Linked DNA regions of Ovis aries: region 1 is linked to region 2. The links are chromatin contacts, called in public Hi-C maps. All regions are on one chromosome and are shown on one strand. Each heading gives the region's core, a stretch centred on a gene start, on an enhancer-like site or on the middle of the called end of the contact. The rest is flanking DNA. Distances are from core to core; before and after follow the strand shown.

Region 1 (3,967 bases), core at 1,359-3,858, 160 kb before region 2:
ATGCCATCCAGCCATCTCATCCTCAGTCGTCCACTTCTCCTCCTGCCCCCAATCCCTCCCAGCATCAGAGTCTTCTCCAATGAGTCAACTGTTCGCATGAGGTGGCCAAAGTATTGGAGTTTCAGCTTCAGCATCATTCCTTCCAAAGAAATCCCAGGGTTGATCTCCTTTAGAATGGACTGGTTGGATCTTCTTGCAGTCCAAGGGACTCTCAAGAGTCTTCTCCAACACCACAGTTCAAAAGCATCAATTCTTCGGCGCTCAGCTTTCTTCACAGTCCAACTCTCACATCCATACATGACTACTGGAAAAACCATAGCCTTGACTAGACGGACCTTTGTTGGCAAAGTAATGTCTCTGCTTTTGAATATGCTATCTAGGTTGGTCATAACTTTTCTTCCAAGGAGTAAGCGTCTTTTAATTTCATGGCTGCAGTCACCATCTGCAATGATTTTGGATCCCCCCAAAATAAAGCCTGACACTGTTTCTACTGTTTCCCCACTTATTTCCCATGAAGTGATGGGACCGGATGCCATGATCTTCGTTTTCTGAATGTTGAGGTTTAAGCCAACTTTTCCATTCTCCACTTTCACTTTCACCAAGAGGCTTTTTACTTCCTCTTCACTTTCTGCCATAAGGGTGGTGTCATCTGCATATCTGAGGTTATTGATATTTCTCCCAGCAATCTTGATTTCAGCTTGTGCTTTTTCCAGCCCAGCGTTTCTCATGATGTACTCTGCATATAAGTTAAAGAAGCAGGGTGACAATATACAGCCTTGACGTACTCCTTTTTCTATTTGGAACCAGTCTGTTGCTCCATGTCCAGTTCTAACTGTTTCTTCCTGACCTGCATATAGGTTTCTCAAGAGGCGGGTCAGGTGGTCTGGTATTCCCATCTCTTTCAGAATTTTCCACAGTTTATTGTGATCCACACAGTCAAAGGCTTTGGCATAGTCAATAAAGCAGAAAGAGATGTTTTTCTGGAACTCTCTTGCTTTTTCAGTGATCCAGCAGATGTTGGCAATTTGATCTCTGGTTCCTCTGCCTTTTCTAAAACGAGCTTGAACATCAGGAAGTTCACGGTTCACGTATTGCTGAAGCCTGGCTTGGAGAATTTTGAGCATTACTTTACTAGCATGTGAGATGAGTGCAATTGTGCGGTAGTTTGAGCATTCTTTGGCATTGCCTTTCTTTGGGATTGGAATGAAAACTGACCTTTTCCAGTCCTGTGGCCACTGCTGAGTTTTCCAAATTTGCTGGCATATTGAGTGCAGCACTTTCACAGCATCATCTTTCAGGATTTGAAAGAGCTCAACTGGAATTCCATCACCTCCACTAGCTTTGTTCATAGTGATGCTTTCTAAGGCCCACTTGACTTCACATTCCAGGATGTCTGGCTCTAGGTGAGTGATCACACCATCGTGATTATCTTGGTTGTGACGATCTTTTTTGTACAGTTCTTCTGTGTATTCCTGCCACCTCTTCTTAATGTCTTCTGCTTACGTTAGGTCCATACCATTTCTGTCCTTTATCGAGCCCATCTTTGCATGAAATGTTCCCTTGGTATCTCTAATTTTCTTGAAGAGATCTCTAGTCTTTCCCATTCTGTTGTTTTCCTCTATTTCTTTGCATTGATTGTTGAGGAAGGCTTTCTTATCTCTTCTTGCTATTCTTTGGAACTCTGCATTCAGATGCTTATATCTTTACTTTTCTCCTTTGCTTTTTGCTTCTCTTCTTTTCAAAGCTATTTGTAAGGCCTCCTCAGGCAGCCATTTTGCTTTTTTGCATTTCTTTTCCATGGGGATGGTCTTCATCCCTGTCTCATGTACAACGACACGAACCTCCATCCATAGTTCATCAGGCACTCTATCAGATTTAGTCCCTTAAATCTGTTTCTCACTTCCACTGTATATTCATAAGGGATCTGATTTAGGTCATACCTGAATGATCTAGTGGTTTTCCCTACTTTCTTCAATTTGAGTCTGGATTTGGTAATAAGGAGTTCATGATCTGAGCCACAGTCAGCTCCTGGTCTTGTTTTTGTTGACTGTATAGAGCTTCTCCATCTCCGCTAGGTGGTGCTAAAGAGACACTGAACTTAGTGGAGGTTTTGATAACAGTTGAGGTAGAGGCGTGAACCGGGAGGAGGCTGCACGCCCTCGAGTTCTAGGTTGTTCCGCACGCTCTGTTCAAGGCCTGGTTCTCCCCCTGGATCTGGTGCTTGGGCGTGGTGGGCGGCGCTGGACGCTAGTAGGGGCATGCCGCAGAGCTCAGAGTGCTGGCAGGGACTCACCTATTTGGCCAGCCCTGAGCCGGCTGGTGCGGTTCCTGTTGAAGGCACACATTGAGCTAGTTCTCCAGAGTCTGGGCTCAGCACCCAGACAGGGCTTTCGCAGCCCCTCGGTGGTGGTGAGGGAGGCCCTGACTGACGGTTGCAAGGAGCTCTGTGTGCCGTGGCCTGCGTGCTGTGGCCGGGGGCGGGGGCAGTGTTGCCGCTGCAAAACCAGGGATTCGCTAGGGCTGGCGCAGCTGGGAGACTGAACAGACGAGTCGGAAAGGAGACTGGGCCAGCCTGGGACCTGCCCTGGTGGCCCTGGGCCTCCCGCACAAGGCCGTCGTGGGGCAGGCTTCTCCACCTCAGGAAATGCAGCCCTGGCGCCTTTAAGAGCCCAGGGCAGGCAGGAAAAGAATTTCAGTTTCAATCTGGCTTCTAAATTTGGAGTTTTGGGAAGGGAGGGATCAGATTTCAGCTGGAAGGGAAGGAGCTGACAGGAAAGCGCTGTGCAGAGCCTCCCCCCCACCCCATCCCCCCTCAGTTACTGACAGAGGAACCATTTACAAAAGGCCGATTCTCTTGGGAGTGAAGAGGCAGGAACGCAGCGTCTGTGAGTAATTTCCTGCTCAATATGGCTGCTCTGACTCACAATTCCCCTGGGGTCACTGCGGGACTGCAGCTCGCTTGCTCCTTCTAGCTTTCTCTTCTCCCTTTGTGGCTAGAATGAGCTAATTTTTTTTTTTTTTTTGTCTTCTCGACCCCTTTCCTTTTTCTCCTCATCTGTTTTCCTTTCCAGAGTTACAGAGGCTCCTTCCAAAGGACTGAAGGGTGGGGGTGGGCCAGCCCCTCTAGAGAAAGCATCTTTGGCCTTTCCAGGGAGGGGGCCAGGGCCTCTGGGGCCTCGGGGCTCAGGCCTCCCCCTGGCTCTGCCAGGGTGCCAGAGAGGCCTTTCGGCTTGCCATCCTGTGCCCCTAGTGGGGAAGGCTGGCCGACGCCCCCTTGCTAGCCTTGGCCTAAGAGCCGTTGCTGAGCAGACTCGTGGAGCTGCAGCTGTGACAGGCCAGCAGGGTGCCTCCTGGGTGGTTTCTCACAGGGCTCAGTCCAGAGTGAGACTGGTTCTATAGCTCCAGTGATCCCTGAGCTTCTCAGGGCCTGGAAGTATGCAAGAGAGGGCTGGAGCCTGGCACTCCTCCTGTGGGGCAGGGCGCCTGGGGAAGGGGCGGGGCGAGGGGAGGATGGGGGTGGAGTCTGATGGAGTGGGGCTCCGGAACAAGCTCTGAGGGCTGAGGGCGAGGGCCAGCACCTGCAGGCTGGGGGCTCCTGGCTGCCTTCCTGCAGGAAGGAATCTTAGAGAGAGGAGGGGGAAGTCTGGGTGAAGGGACCAGCCCAGGAGAAGCCCAGTGGGGACCTTGGGCCGTGGCCTCACTGCTCAGGGAAGGAGCCCATTGTCCATGCTACTGAACCGGGGGGTTGAGACAGGTTTTTTGGGGGGACTTGGGCCAGGGGAGGGAGATGACAGGGGTAAAATGGCAGCGTTTTCAGCTTTGATCTTGCAGTTTTGTAAGAGTTGCCCTCCCTGGGGGAGTGAGAGAGTGAGTCCACAGCCATGGGTGAGGGCTTTGTGCTCATGGGGCCCGCACTCATGCCCCAGTACGGAGAGGGGGCTGAGGGACCCCGTCCCTTCCCCCTGGA
Region 2 (4,125 bases), core at 520-3,019:
AGCCCCTCCACCTCTCAGGGTGGTGGTCAGGATGAAAGGAGGGAACAACCAACAGTGCTTGGAGCTGAGCCTGGCAGGGTGGGCTCTACATTCAAGTTTTTGGATAAATAAGTGGAAGCCCCGCCCGCACGTGCGCTGGGGACGCCTGCGGCCCAGCTGCTTGTTGGTGCAGGCCTGCAGCCTGTGTCAGGGAGTCGCCCCTTTCCTTCATCCTCTGCTGTGCCTCCAGTCTGCTTGTTGCAGGGGAAGAAGGGTGCTAAGCAGAGAGCTACCCCTATCAGCCCACTCTGCTGATGGCTGAGGCCCCTAGAAGGCAGGCTAGGGGCTTTGCAAGCCTCTGTATGTGGCCTCCTACTAACAGGCTGGGGAACACCTTTAGGGGGCCTGAGGTTTCCAGTGACCCCTGGTTTGGCAGCCTCTTCCCCACCAGGGCCCTGCCCTTCCCTGAGCACCATCAGCCAGCCAGGGCTGGTTTCTGCCCGTGGGGATCTGGAAGCCCCAATACAATGCCAGAACAGCTCAGACACCCTGGCATCACTGCGAGGGTGCTGCCCATCCCCTGGGCATCTCAGCCTCTGTCCATGCCCGTGGCACCCATGGAGTGGGCTGGGAGGGGCTGCATTGAGAGAGGGGAGGGTGCAAGGCCATCTGAACTCCCCAGATGGGTGAACGAGTCCAAGCCTCAGTCTCCTGGTTTGTCCAAGAGTCTATCCGTGCCCCCATGTTTCTGAAAGTCCAGGAAAACACAGCTCAGTGATGTGTCTGCTACACAGGGGGTGGCAGGTGGGGCAGGGCGCAAACGGCGGCGGCAGGTATCAGGCCCCAGCCCCAGGGCTCTGAGCCACCTTTCTGAACACTGATGCCCCGGGGCTGTGAGCCCCTCCAGGCACCCCTGTCCTTGCTCCCCGGCCGCGTGAAGGGGCCCAACCCAGTTAGCACTCGTCTGTAAGGATGTGGGCGCTCTTTCCCAGAGAACTGGGAGCCTCCTAGCAAGCGCACCCCTGCAACCTCCCTTCCCCATCTGCCTCACTCAGGCTCCAACCAGAGAAACAGAACCAGCAGATCTACGTGAAGAGATTTACCGCAAGGAATCGGTTATGCAACTGTGGAGCTGGCTAGACAAGCCTGGAATCTGAAGAGCAGGCTGGACCGAGGGGCCAGGGCTGATGGTGCTGTCTGTGGGCGGAATTTCTGCCCCATCAGGGAAGCCTCAGCTCTGCTCTGAAGGTCTTCCAAGGGATGCAACCAGGCTCACCTAGAGTGTCTAGCACAATCTGTCTCACTTTAAGTCAGCCGAGTATGGACTGGAATCACCTCCACGGGGCACCTTCGGAGTGACACTAAGATTAGTGTTTGATGGAATAGTTGGGAATGGCAGCTTTACCAGGCAGGCACCAAGCATCCCTTCACTCTTCCTCTGTCAGTGGTTTCCAGCTCCTTCCTGCTCAAGCATCAACTCTTCAGACAGCCCCCATCAGAGGCAGGGTGAGATCAGCAGGGCTCCCTCCTGCCATGAATTCGCCTGGACCCCCAGCGCTCAGCCCAGCTCTTCCTCCAGCTGTGTGTCCCTTGCTTGTGAAATCTCCCTTAACCAGCCTGGGCAAGCCATCTAGGAGCCCAGTTTGGTGTGGAGCCACCCTCAGAGAGCTGCCGGTCATTTAGAGGAGCTGTCAGGAGTCCAGAACACCAGTCTGCTGAGCGCCTCTGTTTTTCGGGCCTTCAGGCCTGGCTCTGGGCGGGATTCTCTGGTTAGCCTGCAGCTCTGGGTTGCAGGAAGCCAACCCTGTGGTTGTTTTGTTTCGATTGCACAACCCTGGAGCCAGAGGCCAGAGTGGACATCTGCTGTTTTGGCCGCCCAACACCCCTGGCCCCCTCTTTCTGGCAAAAGTCCCCCATTTGCATCACAGGGAATTCCCCCCATGTGTGCAGCCTGGGGAGTGGGCTGCCAGTCCAGATGCCCCTCCCTCCGTGCCAAGGGATGGGCCTATAGCCCCGGCTGGGTCAGCAGTCCCCCTTCCCTGAGGACGGGACTCTCACTCCTTGTCCTGATGGCCAGCCCGAGGGGCGGGTGTCGCTCCTCTCCAACATGCCCCCTTGGTTGCATCCTTGCTGGGGCCTGTCTGCCTCTCCTGTGTTTACTTCCACTCTGAACTTGCCCTCGGTCTGGGGATGAAACCTTTTACTGCTCAAGGCAAACAGAGCCCAATTTCTGTTGCTTACAACCACAGAAACCTGACTGCCTCTGAATGTCAGTCCTGGCTCTGCCCTGACTCTCTGTGTGACCCTGGGCAAGGTGGCCCCTTTCTGGCCTTAGTTTCTCCACCTGCACCTCTCAGCTGGCCTCCTGTGCTGACATCGATGACCCCACGGCTGCCGTGGCCACTGCAGCTGACCAGCAGGGACGTGTCTGCTGTCATGGATCAGCTGAGGACTTCTCTGCTCGACCCTGGGGTCTCTGGGGGTGTGTTTAGGGAGGGAGGGAAGACGGTAGCTGTGAAATCGTTGGTTTTACCTCCTCCTTATGTAGAACCATTAGTACATAAGGGGCCATATGTACATCTGCGTACATAAGGATTGATGTACTCAGCACCAAGACCTTGCTAAGCCCCCAAAACCTCAGCGTTGCACAGCTAAGCTGTTGCTTTATTTTTATTTTTTAAAAAATATTTACTTTTATTTATTTGGCTGCACCAGGTCTGTGTTGTGCCACTCTGAATCTTCCATCTTCATCACGGCATGTGGAATCTTCTAGTTGAGGCTTGTGGGATCTAGTTTCCTGAACAGGGATCGAACCTGGGTCCCCATGGAGCACAGAGTCTTGGCCATTGGACCACCAGGAAAGTCCCTACTAAGCCATTGCTTTTAGCCACTATGCTCATATTTTTGAGAATCTGGTAAAACCTCTGGATGCTCCCCTTAGACCAAAAAATATCCCTCCATCCATCTCTGCCTCCCTTCTTCCCTCCCTTCCTTTCTCTCTCTCTCACTCACACACACTTTAACACACCATTTCAGGAGAACTAGGCACAGGCTCCCGATGCCAGTCCTAACCCTCAGGCAAGCAGCTTCTGCTTTTATGAGACAAATAACCACCTTCAGTGCACAAGCCAGTGGCCTGGCCCTACATCAGATGCCTTGTAAGCATCACTGATGCACCTAAGGAGAACCACATTTGTGGTAGAGATTGCTGTTTTCACCAAATCCTAGATCATTCTCTTCCTTTTGGGCACCCAGCAGGACTACATTTCCCAGCCTCCTTTGTGGTTAGGTGTGGCCACATGACTGGGTTCTGGCCAATGGCATGTGAGCTGAAGTGATCTGCCCCACCACCCCTTTTGGCCTGCTCCATAAATTCCTTCTATGCCTTCCTCCACACTCTCTTTACCCTTCTACAAGATTACTGCAGAGAAGGAAAAGGCCCTAGAAGATGATGAACCACAGGATGAGGGAGCCTGGGCCCCTGAGTTACTGCCTGGAGCAGGGCCCCCACTTCCTCTCTACCAGCCCAGAGTAGATAGTGATGTGAATAAGAAATAAACTTTTATTTGGGGATGGTTTGTTATATCCATTAGCCCATCCTGAGTAATACAATATTTTTATTATCTGCATTCAGGGGAGCTGCTCTTTGTTGTAAAGGAATTCATCCTAGGTTGCCTTTAAAGCAGAAATCTCTGCCACTGCCTTCAGCCTGGACCCTCGAGGCTGCTGAGGGTGCATGATGGGCCTTCTGCCTGGCGCCCACCTGAACTCAAGGCATCTTTTCCAGGACCCGGATTGACCACCAGTCTCGGCCTCATCCCTTGCCCCCAGGCCCCTCCACCTGGCTTCTCTCATTTCACCATGTCTGTAGTCTGGGATCATGTTCCTTCTCATGGCTTCCCACTGCTTGGGCTGTTGTCTGGGGTCCAAAGACCATGGTTCAGAGTCAGCCGAATCTATTAGCTTTTCTCCCGAATAGCTCCTTGAGGACAGGGCTTGGGGAGTGCTCACTGCTGAATTTCCTTGTGACTAGCAGAAGATAAGCACGCAGCAGGTACTTTTTGAAATGCTCTGGTCTTTGCAGATCCACCGTGTGGAAAGCCCTGAGAACGCCATGGCTAGAATCCATCTCCCGGGAGCACCCAG

What was found. A called contact is a pair of places that touch in the nucleus more often than the background predicts.
Region 1: a Hi-C map of tail adipose tissue shows a contact between it and region 2, with 2.9 times the contacts expected there. The contact joins two enhancer-like sites. A contact is called at or near these places in 2 of 16 Hi-C or Micro-C datasets (omental adipose tissue and tail adipose tissue).

Annotation. Positions count from the first base shown.
Region 1 is chr3:7,321,207-7,325,173 of ARS-UI_Ramb_v3.0, reverse strand. The region is part of intron 8 of PTPA (protein phosphatase 2 phosphatase activator); the gene reads left to right. Among named protein-coding and RNA genes, the nearest start is that of PTPA, 26 kb to the left of the region's middle. Within about 2 kb of position 2,608, at least 52 of the 54 cell types and tissues checked have an H3K27ac peak or open chromatin away from gene starts, as enhancers often do. A contact at or near this core is called in tail adipose tissue, where this site is marked.
Region 2 is chr3:7,160,090-7,164,214 of ARS-UI_Ramb_v3.0, reverse strand. LOC132659375 (a long non-coding RNA gene) reads left to right here. Exons shown (of 2, transcript XR_009599738.1): 2 at 4,064-4,125. Among named protein-coding and RNA genes, the nearest start is that of TRNAG-UCC, 8.0 kb to the right of the region's middle. Within about 2 kb of position 1,769, at least 13 of the 54 cell types and tissues checked have an H3K27ac peak or open chromatin away from gene starts, as enhancers often do. A contact at or near this core is called in tail adipose tissue, where this site is marked.